Linked DNA regions of Mus musculus: all the other regions are linked to region 5. The links are chromatin contacts, called in public Hi-C, HiChIP or PLAC-seq and promoter capture Hi-C maps. All regions are on one chromosome and are shown on one strand. Each heading gives the region's core, a stretch centred on a gene start, on an enhancer-like site or on the middle of the called end of the contact. The rest is flanking DNA. Distances are from core to core; before and after follow the strand shown. Region 1 holds the start of Mbtps1 (membrane-bound transcription factor peptidase, site 1). Region 2 holds the start of Rab4a (RAB4A, member RAS oncogene family). Region 3 holds the start of Nup133 (nucleoporin 133). Region 4 holds the start of Ccsap (centriole, cilia and spindle associated protein). Region 5 holds the start of Fbxo31 (F-box protein 31).

What was found. Promoter capture Hi-C pulls out the DNA fragments that hold promoters and counts their contacts. A called contact is a pair of places that touch in the nucleus more often than the background predicts. HiChIP or PLAC-seq counts read pairs in DNA pulled down with a chosen protein or histone mark.
Region 1: a Hi-C map of muscle stem cells shows a contact between it and region 5, with 5 times the contacts expected there. The contact joins the promoter of Mbtps1 here to the promoter of Fbxo31 in region 5. A contact is called at or near these places in 2 of 484 Hi-C or Micro-C datasets (CD4 T cells and muscle stem cells) and 1 of 9 other capture datasets (liver).
Region 2: a contact with region 5 is called in a promoter capture Hi-C map of embryonic stem cells, with 4 times the contacts expected there. The contact joins the promoter of Rab4a here to the promoter of Fbxo31 in region 5.
Region 3: a contact with region 5 is called in an H3K27ac HiChIP or PLAC-seq map of thymic regulatory T cells, with 12 times the contacts expected there. The contact joins the promoter of Nup133 here to the promoter of Fbxo31 in region 5. A contact is called at or near these places in 1 of 39 promoter capture datasets (pre-B cells), 1 of 484 Hi-C or Micro-C datasets (CD8 T cells), 1 of 115 datasets of contacts at active chromatin or transcription factors (thymic regulatory T cells) and 1 of 9 other capture datasets (liver).
Region 4: a contact with region 5 is called in a promoter capture Hi-C map of embryonic stem cells, with 4 times the contacts expected there. The contact joins the promoter of Ccsap here to the promoter of Fbxo31 in region 5. A contact is called at or near these places in 1 of 39 promoter capture datasets (embryonic stem cells) and 1 of 484 Hi-C or Micro-C datasets (regulatory T cells).

Annotation. Positions count from the first base shown.
Region 1 is chr8:119,557,415-119,560,114 of GRCm38.p6, forward strand. It overlaps Mbtps1 (membrane-bound transcription factor peptidase, site 1), which reads right to left and starts at 1,347. Exons shown (of 23, transcript NM_001167910.1): 1 at 1,232-1,347.
Region 2 is chr8:123,804,567-123,807,266 of GRCm38.p6, forward strand. Rab4a (RAB4A, member RAS oncogene family) reads left to right here and starts at 1,430. Exons shown (of 8, transcript NM_009003.3): 1 at 1,430-1,600. The coding sequence starts at 1,570.
Region 3 is chr8:123,947,836-123,950,535 of GRCm38.p6, forward strand. It overlaps Nup133 (nucleoporin 133), which reads right to left and starts at 1,430. Exons shown (of 26, transcript NM_172288.2): 1 at 1,163-1,430. The coding sequence starts at 1,341.
Region 4 is chr8:123,858,070-123,860,769 of GRCm38.p6, forward strand. It overlaps Ccsap (centriole, cilia and spindle associated protein), which reads right to left and starts at 1,399. Exons shown (of 3, transcript NM_001379289.1): 1 at 1,026-1,399. The coding sequence starts at 1,341. Gm9901 (a long non-coding RNA gene) reads left to right here and starts at 1,386. Exons shown (of 2, transcript XR_388182.4): 1 at 1,386-1,565; 2 at 1,801-2,429.
Region 5 is chr8:121,577,360-121,580,059 of GRCm38.p6, forward strand. It overlaps Fbxo31 (F-box protein 31), which reads right to left and starts at 1,447. Exons shown (of 9, transcript NM_133765.4): 1 at 1,099-1,447. The coding sequence starts at 1,396. It overlaps n-TMcat17 (a tRNA gene), which reads right to left and starts at 1,942; the gene lies at 1,870-1,942.

The sequences.
Region 1 (2,700 bases), core at 97-2,596, 2.0 Mb before region 5:
ATATGACAGCACCAAGAATGAACAAGATCTGACCAGAAAACATGCTCCTTCATTCCCGAGGGGCGAGGGGGAGGCCTGCCAACACCGCATCACTTTTTAGATAGTAACAGCAAATTGTTGGTTATAAGGGGTGTTTAGAGACTGCAGGAGAGTCCTAATGAGCAAAAGTGCAGGTTCCAGTAGCCACTTCACCCTTACACTCAAAACAAAAACAAAAACCAAAAAGTCCACAAAAAATTAGCTCTGTGGCCAAATGTGTCACATACTGCAAGATAAGACCTTGGCAAAAGGTATTCCACATGAATAGGGGTAACTGTGGGCTATTAAACAACGGACTATCATTCAGCCGTAAAAGATGAAATACTGACTTACGCTACAACCATAAAAAAAGGTACTGGTTTATGCAACAACATAGATGAATTCTGGAAACAAGACACCAAAGGCCACATGCGACTCTTGACCCACTATTCCCAAAAAGCAAACCTAAGGAGACAGGTCCATCGGTGACTAAAATAGCAGACTAAAAATCGGTTCTAACCACAGCAGGGTACCGGGAGTCTGGGGAGTGGTTCTCAAAGCGGGCTGTGGTGCCGACTGAACTGCTCCGCAAGATGACACAAAGTCACAGGGCGGGACCACTTAATACAAGTGACCCTGTGATACATAGGACACTTTATAGAAATCACGGTCTTGCGTTTAAAAAATAACGGTAAGTGGTGTGGCGCTGTACGTCTTTAATCCCAGCGCCAGGCAGAGACGTGAGGATCAGGAGTTCAAAGCCAGCTTGAGCTACTCAGACCTTGTCTTAAATATTAACTTTTTCCCCCCCCGACTAGTTTTGCAGATTTTTATGCTTTTCTCTGTCCGGCTTTTTCATTCGCCTCCAAACCTAGGGGTTGCTAGCGAGGCTGATCCCAGAATGAAATCTTCAAGTGCTCCTCCCGTCCCTTCAAAGCGCCACTCAAAAACACCTACAGCAAATGCGAGTCCGAGCCGCGATGTGCACTGAGCTGCAGCTCGGTTCCCCGGGGCTCGCGACCGCAGGGCCCTGCGGAGGCGAACGGCGCTTGCGCACCGCGGCGCGCAGGCGCAGGCCAGGCCGCCGCAGCCGCCGCCGCCGCTCCGGGCCAATTTCTGGGGAAGCAGCTGCGGTAGCCGGCGGCCCCCGCGCGGGCAGCGGACGGCTGAGCCTAGGGCGCGTCCGGCTCTCGGCCGCCGCCGGCAAACGTACCTGCGTCCGCCTCAGGCTCGGGGTCGGCGGACCCGGGAGAACGGCGGCTCCGCCGCGAACACGCCTCGGGTCTCCATTCGGGGGATGTTTACTCGCAAGTCTCGCGAGACCACGCCGCTGGGGCGTGGGGGGGTTACGACGGCCCGGCGTGCTCTGCGCGCCCGCGACCTGCGTGCGCGCTCCTGACGGCCCGGCACCGAGGCGAGAGGCTGTGCGGAGCTCTCGCGACATTTGCGGTCTTGGGGGAGGGGTCGGGAAGGGGCGGAGCCGAGGGCGAGGCCAAATCGCCCTCTCTGGGTATATATAGGGAACCCTGGTGGTTTAGGTTTCTCCAGGTTTCCTGGCCTGGAAACTCAGGAAGGGTGCGAGCACCTTTGCGCGGCTGAAGTGGGACGGCGCCTATCCAATCTATGTGTTCTCCTGAACTACTCCCATGGCCCCAGTTTATTACTGCTGCCAGGAGGGTGCATCAGCATCTTGAGAAACAGGACGTTTGTAACACCAACTATTTACCATTTGGAACAAACAGGATCAAGGTGAATTTCGTCTGGTAAAACGCACTTGAGCAATTTAGCCACCTGTAGAACGGGCCCATTCTCAGCCTTAGTACTGAGCTGGATCGATCACTCTTGGCCCTGGCACAACCTAAGTGTGCTCGGGGACTGTGACTGAAGCAAACAGGATGGAGGAGACAAACCCTGAGTCCTAGGCTCATAAGCTCACCTTGGCTGCCAAACCTGGTATGGAAACTGGGTTTTGCATTGGGACCTCCAGCCGAGCAAACTCAAGAAAAGGGGATCCGGACCCAGGATTTAGGTCAGGGTATGGAGGGGACCTTGTGCAGCACTCTTGTGTTTTCCCTCAGGTGTTCAGTCAGAAGAGTGCATGTAAGAGGGGACAGTACTCTTGTATAGGAGCCAAGTTTCCATCCCAGAACCTGCTCACTGTAACTTCAGCTTCGGAGGGATCAGGTTTTTGGCCTCTGAGGGCACCTGCACGCCTATACATAATCCTACACAGACATACAAACGAGATTTTAAAAGGGCGGTTCTGAGACAGTAGCCCCACACATTGAAAAGGATAGACCGCATTTATTCCCAGGTTCCAGAATCCTATGGATAACCCATCATTCCGGAAACTCGCTGTGGCAACCCCATTGCCTGCCCACTCTCTGCCCTGAGACTTGAATCTTGCTCTTGGCCTGATGTCTCCCTGCTGATTCGCCACACTCTCCCCAAGGTCTTCTGTCCTTCAGATGCCTGAAGCCCAGTAATTAGAAGACCCTTGCTGGCTCAGGAGAAGCTGGGAGCAATAAGTTGATGTCATAAAGGACCCATTAAGCCTGCATACAGTAGACTTTAGCTAAAGGAGTGCTCAGAGCTGAGTAGTGGACTAACCAGACTGTAGGAAAGAGATGGCTTTACCACAAATGTAATTAAAGTTTTGGTTTTCTGGGTTTCTGTTAAGAT
Region 2 (2,700 bases), core at 180-2,679, 2.2 Mb after region 5:
TGTATGAGACAGGGTCTCACAATGCAATCTTGGCTTGCCTAGAACTCAGAATGCAGTCCAGACTGGCCTCGAACTCAGCTCTGCTTGTCTCTTGCCTTCTGAGATCTGGAGTTAAAGGCCCGTGCTACCATGCATGTGCTTTGAATGTAATCGTGTTTGTGGGTGACTCAGAACATTACAGATTTGCATCTGGGAAAGAAAGCTGAGCTCAAAGGTCGCACACTCTCAGGCCTTCAGCGCAGTTCCTTCCTATTTTAACATTCTTTCTTTTTTTTTTTTCCTTTTGTTTTTTTTTTTTGGAGACAGGCTAGATCAGGCTAGCCTCGAACTCACAGAGGTCCACCTGCCTCTGCCTCCCCAGTGCTGGGATCAAAGACTTGCACTACCACTGCTGGGCTATTTTCACATTCGTATATGAAATATCTCTATATCAAATGAATTATTCAGGCAGTCACTCCTGTTATTTTAAAATATATTTACTTATATATTTTTTTGAGTTGTGTCTCTATCATCTTTGTTTTCCCTCCTTGCTGTGTAGCCCAGATAGGCCTTCAACTTGAAACAACCCTGCCTATGCCTCCTGAATGCTGGGATTATAGGCAAGCGACACGATGGTAGACAATCTCAACAGCAAACTTTGCATGCTGTGCCAGCAAGAGACTTCAACAAGATTACGGGATGGGGGCGGGGGCTTCTTTCCCTTCCCACATCTCCTTAATTTTCTGTCATAAAGCACAATAATGAAATATTAGGACAGGCAGCACGGAGGCAGGAGAGAATGTCTGACCCGTGGTAGAGCCTGACAGCGGAGGTTAAAGGTACACGGTAGGCTTCCCACAGCCCAGGCATCTGCTGCTGTGAAGAAGGCAGGATCTTACTTAGGCCCCGGTTTGCTCAGGTGGGTCAAACTCCCGACCCCAATTTGCCTTTCAATAAATGTCCCAACCCTTTTCCTCGGAGGAAGGGGTAGGTTCTGACCTGTATTGCTTCATTAACCGAACACACCTTCGAAATTAGCCTGCAGTAAGAGCCAAGCAGCACTGCTCTGCCCACTAACGTGGTGAGCAGGAGAGTTCTGGTGACCAAACACACCTGCGTGGCTTTCTGCTAGTGAACCCCCTTTCTGTCAAAACAAGCCCTCGGGCGGCCTCCTGTCCACCCTAGCCTGGCAGGTCACTCTTAAGAAAGGCTGAGTCTGTACTGCTAAGCCATCTGGGAGGATCTACGGGCGCAGGCGCCCCCTCCCTAGTCCCGCCCTCCCTCCTTCCTGGTCCCCTCCTTCATCCTCCTTTGCCTTCACCTCCTCCTCCAACTAGGAGCCTCCAACCATTTCTCTTGCCCTCCCTCCTCCCCTTCCCCAGCCCCGCTCCTCCTTCCTCCTGCGACCCCGCCCCTCCCCCTGCTCCGCCGGGCTCCTTCGCCGGGCGGCGGTGCGCAGACGCGGAGCCGAGTCCCGCTGGGCCGCAGCCGGTGGCCGGCTCGCCGTGGGCCCGTTCCCGGCTCTCCACGCTCGGTTCCTCTCGCTCTGCGGAGACTGGAGGACGGACCCCGCGGAGCTGTGGCGGCAGAATGGCGCAGACCGCCATGTCCGAGACTTACGGTAAGACGCGCGGGTTTGCGTACGTGTTTAGAGGGGCAGGCCTTGGGGTCCCGGAATGTTGGGGGCCGGGGTCAGGGTCTCCAGAGCCGGTGTCTAGAATATCGAGATATCCTGCAAACCTCGCGGTGTCAGGAACCAGGCAGAGATATTTAGAGTCTTGGGTGGTTTAGGGTTGGCTTGGGATCCTAGTAATGTCAGCAGCTGGGATCCTGAGAATCTGGGTGTTAGGAGCCAGGTGGAGACACTGAGAATCCTAAAGTGTCAGCGGCTGGGAGGGATCCTGATATTCTTGGGGTGTCAAGGTCGAGCTGGAACTTGAGAATGTCTGGGTGTTTCAGGCTAGGCTGGAATCTTGAGGCTCTAGGGGTATCAGGCGCTGGTCTGGACTCTCTGGCCAGCAGGTGCCCCCTGCTGTGATTCTACCAAGTTCCCTCCCGCTTTGACCCTGGTTTCACTCTACATTTTCCTCCTTGGATTGTTTAAATCTCTCAGGGTTGCAGGAGCCAATTTGTCGTCGATTCTTGTCCTCCTCCCTGCAGCACCAACCGCAGGGATGAAGGCTCAGGGCCACGCCTGCGTTTTGTGTCTCTAGGGGCAGGGTTGTGGGCCTCGGGAGGGTGGGGTGGGGGTGTTGGAATTCCTTTCTTTGCATTGAGATTATAATGAGTTTTAAGTGGATGAATGCTGTCTCTTTTCTGTAGACCCCTGGCCTCGTGTATTTTCCCTCCCTCCCTCTCTCCTCCCGTCCTCCCCTCCAGATATGGTTGCATTATATTACCTTTATAAATACAAATATATGGTCCTCTGATGACCACAGGCCTTGGATATGGAGACATGATTTTTTCATCTTTTTTTCTCCTGCAGCACCCAGCCATTCTCAATGCACGTGCTGGGTGCTCCCCCTCCCCCAGTCGAGGCAAGAATAAACAACCACTACTATGTATGGTTGGCCTGTGCCTGCCAGTCCCTCACGAGACTTGAAACTTTGACGTGGTCTGTGCTCGTCGTCCGAAGGAGGGACTCGCACGGAAAAGCATGACGATCTGTCAGGTTATCTGCAGTTTGTGCCCCTGCTTCCTTCCTGCCACAGGGTGGGGCCA
Region 3 (2,700 bases), core at 180-2,679, 2.4 Mb after region 5:
GTTGTCAGGTACTTTTGAGATTAATTTACTGGTTTTTTTGTTTGTTTTGAGCAAAAATGATGTATCAGAACATATATGCATCTTACTATCTTTTTAACCCATCATATATACATATATGTGTGTGTGTGTATATATGTGTATATATATATATATGATTGTATGATAGATAGATAGATATCGAAAAGCAAGTGCTCTTATCCCCAGAGCCATCTTTCCATCCCAGAAATTCACTTTTGAAAGATGAACAGAAGAAATTCTTCTAGAAAAAGGTAACCCAATTCTGAATTTTCGTGTTAATTACATTGAGGAGGGTAACAATTCTACTATACATGTGGACTTGGCAGCACACCAGCATCTTTAGTGAAGCACGCTCTCTCTCTCTCTCTCTCACACACACACACACACACACACACACACACAAAGTGCTTTTATGTAACCTAGTCACAACCATCACATTTTGTGGCCCAAGTCCTTTAACTGCCAATCAGTATGTAGTAATAAGCATTTGCTAGGCACTGAGAAAACATTTTTGCCAGGTTTGTAGGCTCTTACCATGACTCAGATAGGTGTACTGAATCCTGAGATGCTGAGATCCTGACTTAAAGCTGGAAGTGTTAAACAAAATGATGGTAGCCAGACAAGCTACTGCATGCTTGAAATAGAAGAATCTTAAAAGTGGATTGAGCAAAGTCAGCCTAGGGTACGTAGCATGGGCTGTCCCAAAGTGGACAGGACTGAGTTCCAGGCTGCATTCCTACACTATATCACAAAAAGACTACACCAGACCAAATGTTACTCGTGTCAAACGCCACAGAGTCAAACCACAACTTTAAACAAACAGCAGCCCGACACTGACCTGTGTCAACATAATAAAGAAATGACTTTTTAATCTTTACAATAATCTGAAGTATGTTCCTACCTTGCAAGCGTAGTGCTCAAAAGGTTCTTTCATTCTTTTCTGTAGCGCGGAGACAGAGTGAATCCATGGGTCCAATAAAGAGTTAAACAGAGAACGGGCAAAACGAGGGCCACCATTAAGCAGCGACAATAAAACGCGAGAATGACCAGAAGTACTTTCGAACTCTGCGGCAGCTTACCCCACTGCCAGGCTCCACCTCCCCGCTGTGGAGCGGACCCCGCTGGTCCCCGAACCCCCACTTACCGTGAGCTCACCGAGCTGCGCCGGCCTGCGGGCGAGAACAGCACGGGCGAGTTAACCGCAGATCCCAGAGACAGACCCCTCCTGCTCGCTCTAGGCGTGGACGTGGGCCCGATCCCGACTAGCGGACCGCGTCGGGTCCCCGGCCCTGGGGTTCGCGGAGAGGAGACGCTCGGAAACATGTTTGCAGAGAGCGTGGAGGAAGCGGCACTCGCGGGCTAATAGCGAGAACCTCGCGCGCCCGGAGCTTGAACACCTGAGGGGCGGGAAGGCGCCTAGAGATGACGTAAGGGGGCGCTCAGCGAGTAGGGAGGGGAAGGCGCATGGCAATGACGTCAAAGATCGGCGCCGAGACTCGGGGCAAGGTCGGAACTGGGAGCGCTTTGTTGACGTCACATCCAGTACCGGGGAGGGGCGGGGCAGGCGATTTGGAGTCCTGCGACCCGATTCACCGCGGTGGATCCAGTGCTCCGGACCGAGAGCTTGCCAGAAGCGCCGGTCTCCGGCTGGAGCTGACCCTCCGCGGCGAGCGTGGGCTGGGGAAGGAGGCGCCCGTGGGCGGAGCTGAGGAAGTCGCGCTCTGGGCGGCGGTGGTGTGCTCACAGTTTTTCCCAACCTAATTCAGATCGGTTCAGGCTTGTTCTTCGTTCGATTGTCTGGGCTCTGCAGCGGGTTGCAGCTTTTTGCTTTCCAGGCACAGCTTGCATTTTGATGGGTCTGTCCTACTGCCGGAGATTCGGAAATGACAGTGCCCCCAGTCCCCGGGCATGTTCACTCTCATCGCTGCCCCTGAAGTTCCAGACCCTAGTAGAAGCCGATAGCAGGCGTGCACACAGTTCTGTTAGTCCTCTGCGGCTGTTTCGGAAGACCGTAGTGTGTGTATGGGGGTGTCTTTTCCATTCTGCTCCCCACATTACTAAACAGTGAACTGAGATTAGCCCGAGGCTGTACTAGAGTTTGTAAATATTCAGGGCTGATAACTGCCCAGGGACCCTTGCTGAACTTGTGAGGTCCCTTGTTACTTCGGGTGGCCTTTCCTTTTCGGTTTTTTCATTGTGTCCCACTTAGACAACATTGTAGCCAGACTTTTGACCACTTTATGGGTTCCTATTTCTACCACTTGTCTCCCTCTCAACCCCCCAACACTAGGTAGGAGAAAGAAGGCTAGAGGAAAAGGGGGCTTCGATATCCGTAGACTACTTCCTGCTGATAGAGGCATCGAGTTCCTTGGGGCAGTTTTGATCTTTTAAGAGCTCAGAAAGCCAGAAGGAGGGCATTGGACTCTGAAGTTAGTTACAGGGGGGTTGTGCGCCACCTAGCATGGGTGCTGGGAATTGAACTCGGAAAAAAAAAGAAAAGCATTTAGAAGTAGCTACTTGAGCCAGGTGTGGCTGCACACACCTATAATCTCTGTAGGACCAGAAGTTGTTCAAAGCCACCCTGGGCTACATGAGACACTGTCTCAAATGCCAACAAACAAACCCAATTACCTGAGAGACCATTATGGACACAAGGTTGTTAGGCATATCAGAAGTAAATAC
Region 4 (2,700 bases), core at 149-2,648, 2.3 Mb after region 5:
TATGGAACACACAGATAGATAGCAGGTAACCTCTTCAAACCACAGTGGGAAAGGAAAAGCAGGTTTGCTCGTCCCAATAAAAAAAAACCTCACAGTTAGCAAGGGCTCAGTTTTCATATTAATACCTGGGAGACATGCTCACCGCCCCCACCACCTTCTGCCACTTTCCCTAATTTCTAACCACATCACTGAAGCATCAGAATGGTCGTCATAAGCGACCAGATGACACAAGGCGGCCCAGCCATGCAAGAACTGAGAATAGGCAAACATAGTAACCAAGAGCAGGGAAATCCGACCCTTTCAGACTCCGACCATGGATCCCAAGCTCCCATGGCTTTGTTTACAAAACTGAGATTAAAAACAAAGGGCCCATCATATGACTTTGAAGGTCGAATGAGAAAATACATATTCCTAGACCAGTCACTGAGAAATAACTTTTTCACCACTGGACTCTCAGAAGAGTTCAGAGAGGTGGCTGGCAACCATAGTGATCTACAGTTGTACTGAAGTACTGCCCTGAGTCCAGGCAAACCCCAGGGCTCTCTGCTGACAGCCCCACTCCGCAACGGCGGGAAAGTGGCTCACAGCGTATACAAAGAGGGGTTCGTCCACAAACAAACGCATACCATTCTTCAGAGACAGCGAGACCAGGCCTTCAAGGCGTTCACACTGACAACCATGACCCCATTATGACAGCTCGGGCGTTCTTAACTTCAGTCGGTCATCTTTGGAATGAAAAGCTCCTCTCGCCAAACAGGATGCGCAGAAACAAACAGATCCGCCATCTGGTGGATCGAGGGCTCACTGAGCGGGCCACTGCCTGCGACCAAGGACCCCAACCAGGGTCATATGAGTTGGAGGTCATAAAGGGCTCCGCCAAGAGTCACCAAATTAGGGAAACCTGGGGTGGGAAGGTGGAAATGCGGCCCGCACCTTCCCCGCTTAGTTCAGCAAGCGGATTCTGTCAACCCCAATTAAACCAAAACAGGAAGCGCTGAGAACGGAGCAACGCGCTGTGCCCGTACCTGGTAACACTGTGTCCTGCTCCTCCGCGTCCCGCAGCTCCGCGCCGCGCTCCCCCACCGGCTGCTCCTCCTCCCGCGCGGAGGGCGCCGAGGGCTCCCCTAACGCGCCCCTGGGGGCCGGACTGGGTGAAGCCGAGCTGTCCGAGGGGCTGTCCGGGCCCCAGGCGTCCCAGAGCCAGGGCGCGTGCGCTTGCTCCAGCAGCCGGCGGCCCAGGCGGTAGCGCAGCAGCTCGCGGTAGCACGGCGCGTATTCGTCCCAGCGCGGCTCCCGATAGCGCTTCATATACTCGCTCTTCACCCCGCTGCCCGGGGACATGGTGCCGCGCGCCGCCGACTGCCTGCTCCGCGCTGCCGCCTACGGGTGCGACGGACTCAGAGGCGCGGCCCGCCGCGCGGTTCAAACCCGGAGCCCCGCCCGGACTGGAGGGCGGAGGCTGGGGCAAGGAGGGGCGGAGAGGGGGCGGGTCTGTGACGGGTGTTTCTGGGAGAGGGCGTTCCTAGCGGGGGCGGAGTTCCGGGCTGGGAAGGCCCCTAGTTCAGGTAATAGCGGGGGCGGGGTTTCAGGAGGGATTCCAGGCGACGCGACCTATCTAGATGGAATGATAGGTGGTCACCAGGGGTCTGCTCCACTCGGTAGAGGTGGAGACCACCGGACTCAAGGTGACGGGACAGGGGATCTTAGGTCCCCAGACACCCTCCTGGGCGAGGAGTCGGGGACTCTAGGAGCAGCGTCCTTACCTCCTGCCTGTTCTATCCTCCGCTCTCCGGAGGTCAGCTGAGATCGTGGCGCAGCAGCTATAGCGCGAACAGCGTTTCTCCTTGCGCGTCCTCCACCAAGATGTCGCCGATGGAGCGGTGGCTCCGCGGTCCTACAGCAGCCGGAGACGAAGGCGCCGCCCTAGCCTGAAGCCTGCACCTCCCCGCGCGCCCGCCGGGCCCCCGCCCGCTCCTGCGCCCGCGCCTGGGGCGCTGCTGTGAACCCCCAGCTCGTTCGCCCACTCGCTACTGGGGGCCTCGCGAGGAGGCTTCAGCTCTAGATGCAACCTGAGCAACCAACACCTAGCCGAGGACCAAATCCTGTGTCCCGATTCCTTCCTCTTTTCACAACGCCCGGGTTCTCAGGCCTTAGTGATTTTTTTATTGTTGTTGTTAATGATGTTGTTGATGTTGCTATTTTAATACATTTCCCTCCTCTGCCCCCTTTTTGAGACAAATCTCATGTTACCAAGGCTGGTCTAGAACTCATTCCAGAGCCCAAGCTGGTCTTGAACTCCTGATCCTTCTCCGCCAACCTCACAAGTGCTGGAATTAGCAGGTATGAGCCGCCTCACCTGCCCTTGCCTTTTATAACTTACTAGAGGCCAACTTTTGTAAAAATAAATAAATAAAATAAAATAAAGCCTAGGGCCTGCTCAAGGACCTGGTGCAAATGTTTGGCTTGGGCTCTAATGGACAGGGTCGCAGGGTTGTTACTGTTGCAATCCTGCTCTACAGATGGCTTTTGTAAAAGGAAGCATTGATGCAATCGCTGCAGAAAGATTTGAAAGGACAGGCATCCAGGAAGGATCACACTAAAAAAAAAAAGAAAGAAAGAAAAAGAAGGAAGGAAGGAGGAAGGAAGGAAGGAAGGAAGGAAGGAAGGAAGGAAGAAAAAAAAGTAGGTCCCAGCGGGATG
Region 5 (2,700 bases), core at 197-2,696:
TGTATGGCTGGGGGTCACCACAGCATGAGGTGTATTAAAGGGTTGTGGCAATAGGAAGGTTGAGGACCACTGCCAGAGAAGAAACAGATGTCCTCTAACCTCCAAAGACATGCATGCCCCTCTCTCTCTCTCTCTCTCTCTCTCTCTCTCTCTCACACACACACACAATAACAATAAACAGAGTAACAGAGTAATTTGTAAAAAAGAAAGAACAGTGCTCAGACAGAAGCTGAAAACAAACATCACCCATCCTGTGCGACTAAAGGTTACTACTGAGGATCTTATACAAGAAAACAAGACAAAAGACAAACAGGACGTTACATTGGGCCAACAGACATACCAGTCATGTTCAGGACTGAAGGCTTTGCATACTTATTATAAAAGCCCCTACCCAAGTCACAATCCCACTCAGACGTGGGGTAAGATTACCCCAACTTCCCACAGTGCGAAGGTAAGGGGAGACAAGCCAGAACCCTGATGTCAACCGTGAAATTACACAAGAACCCTGCAGCAGGGAGGACCTGGGGAAACCGCTTCCTCACACAGCCTGCCATCCCACAATCCCACTTGGAGAAGTGCAGGCTCACGAAGATGAACCACCCCAGAGGTTTTCACAAGATAGATGTAAATCCCCTGCATTTCTACAAAATGCACAAAGCAGTCTCCGGCGTGCTGTGGCCAGAAGACAGAAAAGGCTGAAGCCCACACACAGTCAGAGCACTAGCCTGTGTGACATGCAGGCAGTGGAATCCCTGATGTTCCCTTCACGGAACAGCAAGCCTCCAGGACACACACACACACACACACACACACACCAACAAGCCATTCAGGCTGAGTACCGTGATGTATGTACACGGACGTAAGGCCTTCAAATGGGACTGTGGCCGCTTTGCGTCCTCATTATTCCTGCACCGGGAGGGTGGGCTGTAGGTTTGGTTTAGGGGGACGGGGTCTGACATTTTTAAAAACAGGATCTCACTCTGCAGCCCTGGCCTGCTAGCTGTCTGGTTTTCTCACTCTGCAGCAGGCCTGGTTTGGAACTCCACACCATGCTCCTGCCTCGGCCAAGTGTCCGTACTAGGGGATGCACCCGCTCACCCTCGCGGCAGCGCCGTCTCCAGATGGTGTCCGTGTGCAAGATTCGGCGGAACCTGCTGCAGACCTGAGCCAGGCTGGGCAGGTCGGTGCCGGGCAGCGACGCGAAGATCTCCACGAGCAGCTCAGGCGGGAGCTCCAGCAGAGAGCAACGCGCCGGCCCCGCCTCGATGCGCTCCTCCTCGGGGTCCGTGTCCGCCTCACTGTCCGCCGCCGCAGTCTCGGCCGGGCCGCGGCGCTGCTGGCGGCGGCGGCACCCACGCGCGGGGCCCACGCCGCAGAGCCGAGCACACACCGCCATGCCCGTCACCACCGCGGAGGCGCGCACGCGGACGCGCACGCACAGCGCTCTGCGCAGGCGGCCAGGCAGCCGTAGTCCCGCTTGCAGGCTCCTCAAGCTCCACCCCAAGCGTGACCACGCCCTCCGACCCCAACCCCTCACACGCCCCCATGAAGACTCGCCCCGCCCCTAGACGCTCCCACCCTTCCAAGCCCCACCCAGACGCTTCGCCCCGCCCCTTGAGCAGTAGGCCCCGCCCTACGTGTTAGGTCCACGCCCTTGTATGGAGCCACACCCTATTTCCAGGCTCCGCCCCCAAAACGTTTGGCTAGAAACTTAGGACGCCCAGCTGCTCACTAAAAGAGGGTCGCCGGGTTCAGCTCCGGAAAGCCCCGCTCCTAGCATGACCACACCCCTCCCACAAGTCCCACCTCTGACCCCGTTTACAGGGTAGAACGAAGGGGTTTTACCTTAAGCAAGAAAACAATGCAGGATGCCCCGTGTGAGGATCGAACTCACGACCTTCAGATTATGAGACTGACGCGCTACCTACTGCGCTAACGAGGCTCCTTAGCAGCAAGCTCGCTGCCAGGGCCTTTGCACAGGTGGTGGCCTCGCCATGAACAAAATCTGGCAAGGGAAACCATAAACCAAAGCTACCGTCGCCTAGCAACACTACATCTAAACTAACTTGCCAAGATTACCTTGGTTGCAAAAGGAAAGGTCTGGTGCTCAGTGAGGTGGGAGTTCCTGGTGTCCCCAAACCTGCTCTCCAGCTCACATTGCCCCGCGCAGCACAAGGCGTCTAGAAACTTCCCTCTCAGGAAAAGAGTAGTCTGGGGTATCCTCCGCAGCTCTGCCCTTAATGACCCTATATAACAATATCGCCTATTTTTTATTATTAAAATTAACCGTTTGCGTGGCGGTCTCTCATCCCAACTTGGGGCTAGGGGATCAAGGCAGGAGGATCAGAATTACAAGGTCACTCTTGGCTACTTAGTGACTTTACGGCCAGCCTGGGCTACGTGAGACCCTGTGCCTCCTAGCAGTCCGCTCAGTAAATTATCCCAACAAGCAAACAGATATTACCTAATGCATTCGTTGATTGATTAACAATAGCATTAAGCAAAGGCTCCACTTGGTGGCCTGTAATCCTAGACCTTAGGGAGATGAGTCAGGAGGGTGGGGACTTTTCAGGACAACCTGAGCTATGCGGCAAGATTTCATGTAAAAAACAAAACAAAACAAAACAAAAAAGACTTAAATTACCTGATAATATTAACATCGTGTAAAAGTGTAGCTGAGCACACGCTGCCTCTTGTCCC